Linked DNA regions of Triticum aestivum: region 1 is linked to region 2. The links are chromatin contacts, called in public Hi-C maps. All regions are on one chromosome and are shown on one strand. The core of a region is the stretch at or near the end of the contact, and the rest is flanking DNA. Distances in the headings are between cores, read along the strand shown. Region 1 holds the start of LOC123151506. Region 2 holds the start of LOC123151499 (thaumatin-like protein 1b).

Region 1 (6,384 bases), core at 236-2,735, 330 kb before region 2:
CATCACCAAATATTGTGACACGAGCATTAGACAATCCACTCCATCCAGGTACCTGTAATGAAGGACTAGATGTTGTTATCCTATTATTAGCAAGCAAACCTTTATACTTCCAGTAAAACATGCCGAGAAACTTCATACCTGGACAACAAGTGTGCATCTTGGATCAGAGAGCAAGTTTCTAGTGTGGATTGCTAAGGGCGACAGAGAAAATATTGGGTCTGTGCAAGACATCAACACAAAATAATTACCCAAGGAGGCCAAACAGAGTGTACAAGTTATATCCAAAATGTAACCAAAGTAGCTATCTTACGGCCCATTGAGTCATTAGCAAAGTCAACAAGTGAACCAAATGGATATCCAGCACGTCGATGATGCATGCCAGACATGACAGTGCATAGATGAGCAAATCGTGCCTAGTGAGCACAGTAAGACAGGAATAAGCATCCAGCCGGCTAGAAAATAGCCCAAAGGCCAGGAGATAAGTAACAGAAGCTACCTGTTCCATTAAATTGCGAACAGCCAAAGCCGGTGGAGGTAAACCATGGGCAAAAGTTGCACTCTGCACACCACCAGATATAGGGGTTCTGAACAAGCCAGCTCTGGATCCACTGGAGTCCGGAGTTGAATTGGTTGATGAGGTCGTGCGTGACTTGTCAGTTGTGACCGGACCGAGAGCTCCGTTTTGACTTGGATCAACCTTCAACTATCAGGCAATTTATTACAAACCAAAGATATGTGACCCACTAAAGGCAAACTAAAAGAAAATGACCTGATTCACTCCTGAGTTTCAAAATATAAATACAGGATCACCTTAAAAAAATCTAGCAAGAAGCTAACTAATATCTTTGCGAACCCCTAAGCTAGACATGATTCTCAACTAATTATTATTGGGAAGTTCTATGTTCATTGGTACAAAAGGAGGTTTATTTTATTTTCATGACATCCACAAAACTTACCGAACGATCTCAAAGATATCAAGCTTCGAAACCTAGTCACCTCGTAATAAGAACACAATGAAACACCACAGGTCTGGGTAGGCCCCAGGCCTCGCATCTGACAGAAATCCCTAAACCCAACATGTTTTACACTGGCACACCCGTCTCCCAGCAACCACTACCCAAACAAAATCTTCATCACTTCTTACTTTGCATCACGTAAGCGTTCAGGCACTGTTTGTTACCTTGACGACGGGGGTCCCGTTCGGCTTGGCGGCGTCGTCCTTGCCTCCGCCGCCGGCGGCCGCGCGAAGGGGGCCGCAGGGGCGGGCGCGGAGCGCCACGCGGGAGTGAGGCTGGTGGGCGGGGAAGGCCGGGAGGAGCGCGGACGAGGCGGCGGCGCCGGCGAGGGCCTCCATTAGACGGATGGGAGGAGAGTGAGGGAGCGCGCGCGGAGGAGAGAGAGACAGAAAGGAGGGGCACACGCGCGACGGTGAGGAGAGAGAAAAGCTGCGGGGCCGAAGGAAGGCGGCTAGAGAAGGGGGGAGAGGGATTTTTAGGGAGGTGGTGGGAAAGAGAAGGAGACGTGCCGAATCTGGAGGCGTTGGATTGAAGCTGGACGTCGATCCGTCCCACTGAGGGATTCTTCCACTTTCCCTTTGCCTGGGCTGAATGCCTGAACTGAATCATGATGGACGCAGAAGAAAAAAAATCACACTTAGGTCAAATAAAAAAGTTGTTCCCTTATATTTTCTGAAAACAAAGAAAAATTGCATGCGGGTTCGCCAAAATGGCCACAAAGGCCAGGAGTGGAAAGTATCCGGTGCTTTCAACACTTAGACATACCATGCTCCCAACTCACAAAAGTCAAATTCCGAAGTTTCAAAAAAAATCAGGGAACAATGTGAATGTTCACAACATATGTGTCGACAATTCCTAAAAAGTTCAAGTTTCTCTTCTGAAGTTTTAAGAAATTGTAAACACATGTTGTGAAGACCCAAAACAAAAAAAAACGAAACTTTTGAAAACTGTTTTCATATTTTTTTAGGGGTTCTAGGCATATGTTGTGAACATCCACAAATTTTCCCAAGATACTTTTCCGTCCCACAAGATTCTGGCTTTTCTTTATGTAGAAAACCGAGATCATTTTCTCTAAGATTTCCCACACTCCGAGCGGGTCCTCTGTTCCGTGAACACGGAAATAAATTCTACACAAGATCGAAAGACATGAAAACAGCACATTCATTTCTATTCCAAATTCGATGATCGAAGAAGCAACATCCTAGCTGTAATTTTGCTAAATTGTTGCCAACAACGACACAAGTCAAGAGTTACAAAATGTATTCCCTACATTATTCGCTACACTGGTTATACACGATGATCCAAAAAGGTTATAATATGCGATCATTTGTCTGCTTCATTGACCTCGGCCTTCAAGTCCACCCTTGCACTGTCGTTGTCCTGCATAACAATGTAAGATTATTCAATAACTAGTCATATGAAGAGTTCAGGAAGCAAGTTCGGATGATTATGACAAGCTTGTCGACGGTTAACCTTTATACAGACATAAATATAGTGAACATCAGGTTTTGGGCCAAGAAGGTTGATAATCGATGTACTATCATCTTGTAAAGGCAGTGGCTCGGTCAGATCCCATGTCTTTTTGGAACTTCTCTCCCACCTATCTGCTATGTCGATTGTGTATGTAAAATCATAAAACAGATAACACTGTTATTTAGAGCTTCAGAAAATAAAAATAATAGATCAAAAGGGTCAAGAGTAGGACGTCGTTAAGTCGAACCGGTGGCAAAACCCACTAACCTATGACGTGAAGCTTTACTGTCCAAAATTGGAGGTCCTTCAGAAGATTCAATCGATAACTTGGATCCCCATAAGTAATCTGTAGCATTGTGACACTCAAAGAAGTTTATAAACACAAGAAGAAAACCACAGAGTTACCATGTTAATAATACTATCAATTACCATGATGTAGACCCCCTTATCGTTGAGGATTCTGCAGATAGAAGAAACAAATAGAAAGCTATAGTCAAATAAACAGAGATATCACAACAAATATCAGTCCATTATTTACCTGTTCACCTCCCCTAGCATCTTCGCTGCATGCTCTTGTGAATTTTGGCCGCACTACAATACAAGAAACACGGCTCTGAGTATGGCATGGGAAGAATATCTGAGTATCCTGGCAACAATTGACTCACCATAATAGAATCTAGTGTTCCTGCAAATAACAGAATGGTTTAGAACCCAATGGCATGTTACATACGCATGCATAGATGTTCCATAATGCTGGCAACCATTACATTTACATCATAACGATACCTTTGTCAATAACAGCATCAAATGAACCAGACTCAAAGTCTGACATGTTTCTTACATCCATCTTCGTATCTGTAAATTGCAGGAAATAATACAATAGTAAGCCGTAGATACTCCGTAGGGATTCAATGTCTGAATGTTGGGAACAAAGATTATACATTTTAGTTGAGGCTTATCATGGTATTTCTTCTTCATTTGTTCAATCACCACAGACGATATATCAATGTTGACAACGTCCTGGTAACCATCCTGAACCATGTTTTCACCAAAAACTGTGAAACATCGAAATAGATTAAAAACAAGTAATTTCAACTAAACCAAGAATAAACATGCTGGCAATAATATAACAATTGCATCTAAATTCAGAAATAAATCATATAGTCTGAAACTGCATAGCAAATTAGTGATAAAAAATATCTCAATCAACAAACAACCAGTTTCAAAAGGGATAAGAATAATTCCGTCATTATCTATGCCTAACAGTCAATACAATAAGTAGAAGACAATAGAAGATGAGAATGGACTGTGTAACTCGCCAATTCTGTGCTAATTATCAGACAGTAAGTTTTTATGAACCCAAGACGGTGCACCTAAATGGATCGAGGAGGCCATCATGCTTCAATAACTCTCAACTAGGACCAAAATATTATCAAAATTTGATTAAAGGAAATGTGGTACATAAATTTCCATATCACCAGTAGTTCATTAAATTAAGTTAACTAGTACGTACTCCGTATCCATTGACTACAAGGGGTCCGGCTTTGGGGAAGGGAGTCGCTAGGGGATATGTCTCACAACCCCATTTCACCTTTTTGCTGACATACGTGTGACACTGATAAAGCAACGTCGCTCATACACGCATGTCACTTTGCACATGATGTTTTGGCCAGACATGGGGCCATGAACCGCAACGCATCATATTTGTCATATGCTTTCAGTGGTAATGGGGTAAAGGGCCGAGAGGCCGGTTGTCTCAGATTGGTAATAAGTAGTAACATATTAACTTGCTACATCACGAGTTGCTTTGATTGTATTGTTACCACGTAATCGCACTGAGGGAATACCATTGAGCAAATGCTGTCTGATTGAGGAAACCTTTGTGTCTAACAGCATTCGATTCATTCTACAAAAACATAAAGACTCCGTAGAGCACACATTCTACATTGCATTCCAGTTGATCGATCGAGTGAATAGTCTCCCGGCGATCCCAACCAGAGACGCTGGAGCAGGTCAACCAAGGTGCCCAGAGAAACTCCCTCCCTGATCGATCCCGCCCCGAGGGTGCATGGGCGAGTGGAGCAAAGATAGGCTACTCACCGGAGTTGCCGCATCCGACGAGGAGGAGGCGCTGGTGCGGGCGCACGTAGAGGCGAAGCAGCGGCGCCAGGGCGGGGTACTTCTGGTACCAGTCGAAGGGCCCCGACTCCTTGCGGTACCGCTCGTCCCAGTACCACGCCTCCCCGTACGCCTGCGACGCCGCCCCCGTCATCCCTCCGCTCGGATCTGGCCGCGGGGGCGCACTGGCTTCGGTCGATGGACGATGGTGACCGCGCGCGCCGGCCGGGCAGCAGGGGAGGGGAAACTCGTTAATTCGTGGAGGATTCCGGATCCGCGGGGTGGGGAGGGGCGGGTGGAGTCCAGTGGGGACTTTGGGAGTGGTTCGCGCAGTGCGATGCGATCCCGGTGCGCTGGTGCACGTGCGGAAACGGAGTGCGATGGCCGATGGACGATGGGGAGAACATTTCAATCATGGTGATGCAACTACCCAAATGGACAATATGTTTTGTCCGGATTTTATCCGTTTGGATAACGTAAAGCCAACTCCAATGCACGACTCTAAATGGTCCGGTCCCGTCATTTTGGGGTAAACGGACAGAAAACACGGCGCAACATGCGAAAGCAAACGGATAAATGCATGTTTTCGGTCCGGTTTCGATCCATTCCCGGCTCAACTTTGAGCCGTGTTTGCGTCAAAATGGACATGGCGCAGATGGGCGGGACGTGCACCCTTGTCCTTCCCCGGCCCGTCCGACGGGGACACGTGCGTCCACTTTCCCTCCATTTGCCCTAAAACCCTCCTGCACTCCCCCTTCCCTCCCTCCTTCATGGTCGGCGCCCCAAAGAATCCCGGCGACCTGGACGCTACCGGGTGCCCCGCGGCGAAGAGGAAAGGTCCCAAGAAGTTGCGGTCGGAACTCACGCTGACGGAGCTCGCCAAGCTCGACCAAGGATCGGCCAAGAGGGGGCCTAGCGTACAAGGGAGAAGGAGAAGAAAGTCGCTGCCGACTTCGCCGCTGAGGCGGCCGCGCAGCACAAGGCCGACGTCAATGACAAGGAGGACATCGTCACCAAGGCGCACACCCTCCTCATGTTAGGGTTGTGCCAACCCCGCCAGCCATGGTCGTTGTCATGGTCGCGGCTAGCAGAAGCTCGTCGGCCCTTCATCCTCCATGGTACTAGTCTCCGAGCTTGTCCGTCACACCGGAGACGCACGGGTATCATCCGCCATTGCTGCATGGCCAGAACCGGTTCTCCACGTCACCGGATAGCAGCATGGTCGCGTCGGCCACCCCCGCCATCCCGGTCGCGGCTGTCATCGACCTCAACATGACGACGGGGTACAGTAGCGTGATACGTCTCCAACGTATCTATAATTTTTGATTGTTCCATGCTATTAAAGTATCATTCTTGAATGTTTTATACTCATTTACTAGCAACTTTATATCATTTTCTGGGACTAACCTATTGACATAGTTGTTGGGGAACGTTGCATGGGAAACAAAAATTTTCCTACGCTCACCAAGATCAATCTCTACGAGAGGAGAGATTGCATCTACATACCCTTGTAGATCGCTAAGTGGAAGCGTTAAGAAACGCGGTTGATGTAGTCAAACGTCTTCGCGATCCAATCACGATCCATCCCGCGAACTTCGATCCAAGTGCTGAACGGACAGCACCTCCGCGTTCAACACATGTACGACTTGATGACGCATTCACCTCCTCGATCCAGCGAGCGATGGTGAAGTAGTAGCTCGAGTCCTCCAGCAGCACGACGGCGTGGTGGCGGTGGTGGTTGTGGAATCTCAGCAAAGCTTTGCTAAGCACTGCGAAG
Region 2 (6,695 bases), core at 1,448-3,947:
CCAATCTCAAATAAAGTAAATTTTTGAAGGGGACCATTCTCAAATTAGAGCATTCAACTGTCCCATTTCTGGCACAACCTATTAGAGTATGTTCTCTGACATTGCTTTCAGGGGATGTAAACTGCAAACTTGGCTTTGCGGCAGTAAGAGGAAGTACAAGATAGCAAGAAAGACATAACCTTCTCTTAGTATCATTATGTTAGAAAAAACTGGCATTGGATAGAAGATAGAGGATAGAGGCTTCTGCCTACCTTCTTTTTTGTTTGTGTTTTGTACATATTGTAAACTCTTTTCAGTTCATTAATAGAAAATTACCGTAGAACTAGACGGTTGGTCCCTAAAAAAAGGCATCAATTTCTCACATCCATGGTACAGATTCTACTTAGAACAACTAAATCTCTTAGGTAGTATTTAAAGAGATGCCAGGTGCTACCTTCGCAGATCCAGAGAACAAAAATGCCACCTTACCCATCAGTTCAGATAAAGCATAGCTTCCAAGTGGGTATCACAACAAGAATAACCATCCATGCATAACTACTTTATGCTTCAAACAGCCTATGCTGCAGCTTATCAGCATCTGTGTCACAATACAAGTAGTAGCTGTTTGAAAGTGCCAGTTCGTAGTATAACTTTGTAAGGAAAGCATACTTCCGTGAATGCAAAATTCACGATTCACATGCAAACCACGGGTAAATAGCAAAAAACTACGACAATTACGGTTAGGGTTTCAAAAAACTACCTACTTATTCTTTTTCGTCGATACCTATCGTTTTGTTTAGTTTTTCGCAGAAAACACTCGTAATCAATTGGGCTCAAATTGAACCCGATTATGACATGGGTGGACAGCTGTCAGGGCCAAATGTTACATTTGACCGTTAAAATAGACGTAGTGTGTGTTGACCGTTCATTAAGTTAGAAGTAGCAACATAGCCACAAAAGGAAATCAAAAATTGCTGCCATTTGCAAATACAAATATTAATTAGCTGGCACAATGGGTACACTGCTGACTGATGATTAACATGCAAGAAGTTGAAAGAAAACTAACTTGGATGAATCATGGATGGATCTTGTCGGGTAAGGCCACATGGATGATAAGATCGGGTTGCGTTATATCATGTAATATTTATGTACGGACTTCCAATGAGTAACACCTAGCAAGGTCTTTTCCGAATGTCCCCATCAAAATAGGAGACCTTCTTCATCATTATTGAGCCAAACTTGAAAGGTATATTCATGGTTTGTGTGCAATGTGACCTAGTAATGAAGTCTTTGTTGATGGAAAAGCCAAACTTTTGTAGTACAGGTGTTCTTGCAAAGCAAGGATGTACCGCAAAAAATAATACCAAAACATAATTTGCGAGAAATAGTATGTTATCAAAAGGAAAGAAATAGGTGTGCTATTGGAAGGGGCGAAGTATCAAGTGAAAACTCTGATTCGATGAAAATCTGGAAACTTGCGACCCGAGCTGTTGGATCTCTTTAACTGATGGCACAGATGAGAAGTGGGCTCGCTAACCAGCCACTTATGCTACTTTTCAAATAACCCCCTGTCTTGCCCACGGGGTAGGATATTCCTTCCCACAATTTCTTTCTTATCTCGCCTTATCCATGGCTGCTCCCTACCGCGAAGACATGGCGCTGCCGCCGTCCCCCACCGCGATGACCGACGACGGGGCCTCCCCCTACGGCGGAGCCGAGCCATTCCCCACCGCGACAACAGACGATGGGGCTGCCCCCACCGCGACGCCCGATGGCGCTGCCATCCCCCACCGCGACGACCTACGACGCTGCCGTCCACCATGGCGCTGCCGCCGGGTGGATGCTACGAAGGTATCAGGCCATAGCCAGCGGGGCTACCAACGGCGCCAATGTAGGCGTCCACCTCGCCGAAGCTCCCCTGTGAGGAATGGGCTGTTGCTCCTTCCAACCAAATTTAGCAGATTTGTTGTGCGAGCTTGTGATGTAGAGACGAAAAATCTGAATGCAATTTTGATATTGTGAGGTGTTATCACTCAGCGTGAAAGCATTGTTGATTATCTTTATTTAGTCTGAACGGTGCTCCAATGATGTAATCTGAGAATTTGTACAAGACAAAATTTTCTGAATACAAGCAAGTGTGTGTTGGATGGAAGTTTACACATAAGTCAGTGCAAGGGTGTATGTTGGGCGAGCAGGAGTCACAGCAGCTGACGAAACAACAAACAAGAAAGCTCGATCCAGATGCTTCAGAAGTACGGAGTACAATTGAAGAAGGACAACTTTACCTTGATTCAGTTAGTGCTAGCTGAACCATCAGGTGGAGGGCTATGAGGATGTTGTGGCAATAAGACTATGACGCCATACAAGTACAATTAGTACATGAAGCAGATGCCGCTGTACTATGTTGCTTACTTGTGCAGGGCTAAGAAGAGGTTGAGGCATGGTAGGGGACGGAGGTGCAGCAAGATCTTGGAGAGGCAGCGTCGATGCATCTTCTAAAGGGCGACTCAAAACCAGCAGAGGGGCAGGGATCATGGCCGGCGGAGGGAAATAGTTCAGGACCGGCGGAGGGCTCTTCGTCGCGGGCGGAGGGAGACAGTTTATGGTCGCCGGCATGGCCAGCGTAGGGCAAGTCTCCATCCCGTTGATGAGATTGAAGACGAATCGATCATAGTCGAAACGTCAAGGAGCTGGTGCGTAAAAGAAGGGGTTATTTGTTAATTCGTGTTTAAGTGGCTGGTGGTGGTTCCACCTAAGATCTGTGTCGCTCCTTATTGATCCGATGGCCCATGTGATGAGTTTCCAGATTTTCATCAAATGAGCGTTTTCACTTGATACTTCGCCATTGGAAGGACATGAATATAAACAAATAGTTTAATTGTTATCCAAAAATGTGTTATGCTTATGCATAAGAGATGATTTATGAACCAAGTATGAGCATTATTTGTCATGCAGATATTATGGCATTGCAAACAAAATGTAGCAACAATTTGTTTGCAAATACGAGCGTGTTTAAAAGAATAGTAGAACGATAATTTGCCTAATATAGCAAGACTTTCCTCTTTGTCATCATGCATGGCACCTTTCATCCAAATGTAGCAATACTATATTTGTAAAGTAACAAGTATTCCTAATTTGTCCAAAAGTAGACCTGTGCAGTTCTTACCAAATCATCAACTATTTGACTCCGCATCAGTTCTGCTACATTCAGATTAGTACTAAATAGGAAAGATTAGCCCATGTCTTGTTGAAGAACATATTGTGCGATTACAGAAGTCCTATGGTAGGGTGAGATTGAACAGCTCGGTCGTTTGGCCGAGGGCATATAGACCTCTTGTGTCCTGGCACTTTGGGCACTACGAATGAAAACCCTCGAAGCATACTTAAGAGAAATGCATGCATGACGATTGGCGTCAGGGGATTACCAGTGAAAGGTGGGCTACAAACTATAAGAGATTGATGAGGATTTCACTTACCTAGTTCTCCATGAGAAAACCTAATAGGGAAGAGGTGGGTCAATAGCAAGCAATGCTAGCGATAGTCGGTGCCGATAGGATACAACGAGGGGCAGAAGCGAAAGGCAGTGGCGTTTGTCGGCGACTGCAGCCTGCGGCGACAATCGACCACGAGGGGCATCGAGTTGAGGGATCCGGGCGGAGTTGTGAATGAGGAGGTGCGTCTAGCAAGGTGCAGTGCGAGTGAGGAAGAAGGGGAGTGGGGTTTTTCGAAGGTGGTGGGACTTTACGTATGTTGTGGGCCCACATGTCAGCCAACGTATGGCGTGTACTTATAGGACTCAATTGTGTAACATAATTTCACCTTCTTCCTTCTTGCTCCATGGCGGGGTTTTAAAGTTGCACGAACTCCCACACATAAGAGACTCGCCCTTTGGCTGACTCTAGCTGGCCGCTTGTCACCTTTGAAACCACCTCCTTAATTGCACGTGTGTTGGGCTGGTGGCCTATAAATGGAGCACTTGGTGGAGCACTTAGTCGATCCACCGCCATATGCCTCTCCAATCGACTATTCACTTCTATACTGATGGCACACCCAATTGAACACCCCCCTCATCTTCAATTTTGGGGATGACGATTAGGATGAACAACCAACGGATGATTCCACTAACTTGTGGGAAAAGAGGGACCATGCCATGGAGGAGGCTGCACAGATGGACCTGGCCATGGAGGAGCTTGACCATATATTAGCAGAGGTGGAGGAGCAGATTTTGGTTCCCGTGCCCGGGGTGTCAACGAAGAGGGATGGTTGGCCTGGCACGACAACATCGATGAGTATTTCCACGCCATGCATGACAACCACACTGCATTACACACATTCTGCCACGGTGTTAGATATGGTCATGTAGTTGACCATGGGCAAGGCCTTGGTGGTGGCCCTGTAGTTGGCCTTCGCGGTGGCCATGGTCATGGCGTCTCTCGTGGCCATGGACATGATAGGTCCAAGAGTCGTGTCACCGCAGCCATACCTTTAGTTATAGTTAGTTTGAGCCATTCTATGAATGTGTGTCAACGCGCGATGTTCATCTGATTTTTTTTATTTTGTCATGGAAGCTCCATATGTACAAGGGGACTGGTGATAGCGTGAATCTACTATGGTTGTATAAGTTTCTTAGTTCAACACTTTCATCTGAAATATTAGTTTGATAGGAGAGACTCGAGTGTCTGAATCTCAGCATTTCTCTCACCCTCAATGACGGTCGGCTGATAGCATCTGACACAAGGGTCTGCTCAAACAGACGAGCACGCCATGGCGAGCCGGCGGACTATATGTTGGGGAAAGTTGTAATTTCAAAAAATTTCTTACGCACACGCAAGATCATGGTGATGCATATCAACGAGAGGGAAGAGTGTTGTCCACGTACCCTCGTAGACCGAAAGCGGAAGCGTTAGCACAACGCGGTTGATGTAGTCGTACGTCTTCACGATCCGACCGATCCAAGTACCGAACGCACGGCACATCTGAGTTCAGCACACGTTCAGCTCGATGACGTCCCGCGAACTCCGATCCAACAGAGCTTCACGGGAGAGTTTCGTCAGCACGACGGCGTGGTGACGGTGATGATGTTGCTACTGCCGCAGGGCTTCGCCTAAGCACCGCTACAATATGACCGAGGTGGAATATGGTGGAGGGGGGCACCGCACACGCCTGGAAAAGATCAACTGATCAACTTGTGTGTCTATGGGGTGCCCCCTGGCCACATATATAAAGGAGTGGAGGAGGGGAGGGCCGGCCCTCTCTATGGCGCGCCCTAGGGGAGTCCTACTCCCATCGGGAGTAGGATTCCCCCTTTCCTAGTAGAACTAGGAGCCCTTCCAAGTAGTAGGAGTAGGAGGGAAGGAAAGGGAAGGGAAAAGGAGAAGGAAGGAAGGGTGCGCCCCCTCCCTAGTCCAATTCGGACCAGCCCATGGGGAGGGGTGCAGCCACCCTTTGAGGCCTTTCTCTCCTTTCCCGTATGGTCCATTAAGGCCCAATACGAATTCCCGTAACTCCCCGGTACTCCCGAAAATACCCGAATCACTTGGAACCTTTCCGATGTCCGAATATAGTCGTCCAATATATCGATCTTTATATCTCGACCATTTCGAGACTCCTCGTCATGTCCCCGATCTCATCCGGAACTCCGAACTCCTTCGGTACATCAAAACATTTAAACTCATAATATAACCGTCATCGAACTTTAAGCGTGCGAACCCTACGAGTTCGAGAACTATGTAGACATGACCGAGACACGTCTTCAGTCAATAACCAATAGCGGAACCTGGATGACCATATTGGCTCCTACATATTCTACGAAGATGTAACATCCCAAATTTTCAATTTGGAATGTTATACATTAGGTCATCATTGCATATCATATTTTATTTTGCATTTTGGTTGATCCTACAAATTCTACGCAACTCAATGACCCATGGAGAGAGTTGGGGATTTCGTTATTTTCATATTTGAGTTTTCTCAAATTTTGAGAATAAGATCATTTGATTTTAATTATTTTATCATCAATTATTTCTATTACAAAAATATGAGAGAGGGAATAAAATGACTTTTCCAAAATAAAGAAATATTGAGGATTTAATAATAAAATCAAATAAGATTTTATTTCGGAGTTTTTCGGTGTTTTATTTGAATTTAGGAAAAATGTGCGTTTTCAAAATTGCATTTACGCCCCAAACAAATGTTCATCTTGTGAGGCTTGATTTTAGAAGCCCGTCAAAATTTATTTCGGAATTTTTGGAGTCCGTTTAGTATTTCTTTTTATTTTTATTCTGCGCATAATAAAAAAAACGAACCGACCTACGGGCCATGTCCGACTAGGACTCCGGCCCGACTAGCCTTTATAAGCCGGGGGAGGCCCAGCCCCAGCCGAAACCCTAAGCCGCCCCAGCCCCAGTGCCCGCCGCCGCCGTCCCGCCGCGCCGCCGCCGCTGCCCCGCCGCGCCGCCGCACGCCGCCCGAGGTTCGCTGCCTCGTTTTCTGCATCGTTTTTTAGTTTTTTTTCGAAAAACCGTCGGTTTTTCGTCGGTTTTTTTAGATTCGGTTTTTTTAAATAGATCGGTTTTTCTGGTTTATTTAAATAGCGAGTGTTCGTCCGTTCGTTCGTTCTAGCGAATGTTCGTCGTTTTTTTTCTTTTTTCTCAGATTTAATCCGCGATTTTTCTGATCGCGATTCCTGATCCGATTTTCGTTTTAGTATAACTTTT

What was found. A called contact is a pair of places that touch in the nucleus more often than the background predicts.
Region 1: a contact with region 2 is called in a Hi-C map of leaf, with 4 times the contacts expected there. The contact joins the promoter of LOC123151506 here to the promoter of LOC123151499 in region 2. A contact is called at or near these places in 2 of 5 Hi-C or Micro-C datasets (both in leaf).

The regions. Positions count from the first base shown.
Region 1 is chr7A:244,651,144-244,657,527 of IWGSC CS RefSeq v2.1, reverse strand. It overlaps LOC123151506, which reads right to left and starts at 1,485. Exons shown (of 9, transcript XM_044571202.1): 1 at 1,181-1,485; 2 at 497-703; 3 at 311-413; 4 at 139-218; 5 at 1-52. The coding sequence starts at 1,354. LOC123151507 (EEF1A lysine methyltransferase 4) reads right to left here and starts at 4,953. Exons shown (of 9, transcript XM_044571204.1): 1 at 4,590-4,953; 2 at 3,431-3,544; 3 at 3,276-3,344; 4 at 3,155-3,174; 5 at 3,028-3,080; 6 at 2,919-2,949; 7 at 2,757-2,835; 8 at 2,490-2,638; 9 at 2,160-2,396. The coding sequence starts at 4,761. The coding sequence ends at 2,340.
Region 2 is chr7A:244,319,381-244,326,075 of IWGSC CS RefSeq v2.1, reverse strand. LOC123151499 (thaumatin-like protein 1b) reads right to left here and starts at 2,697. Exons shown (of 4, transcript XM_044571193.1): 1 at 2,265-2,697.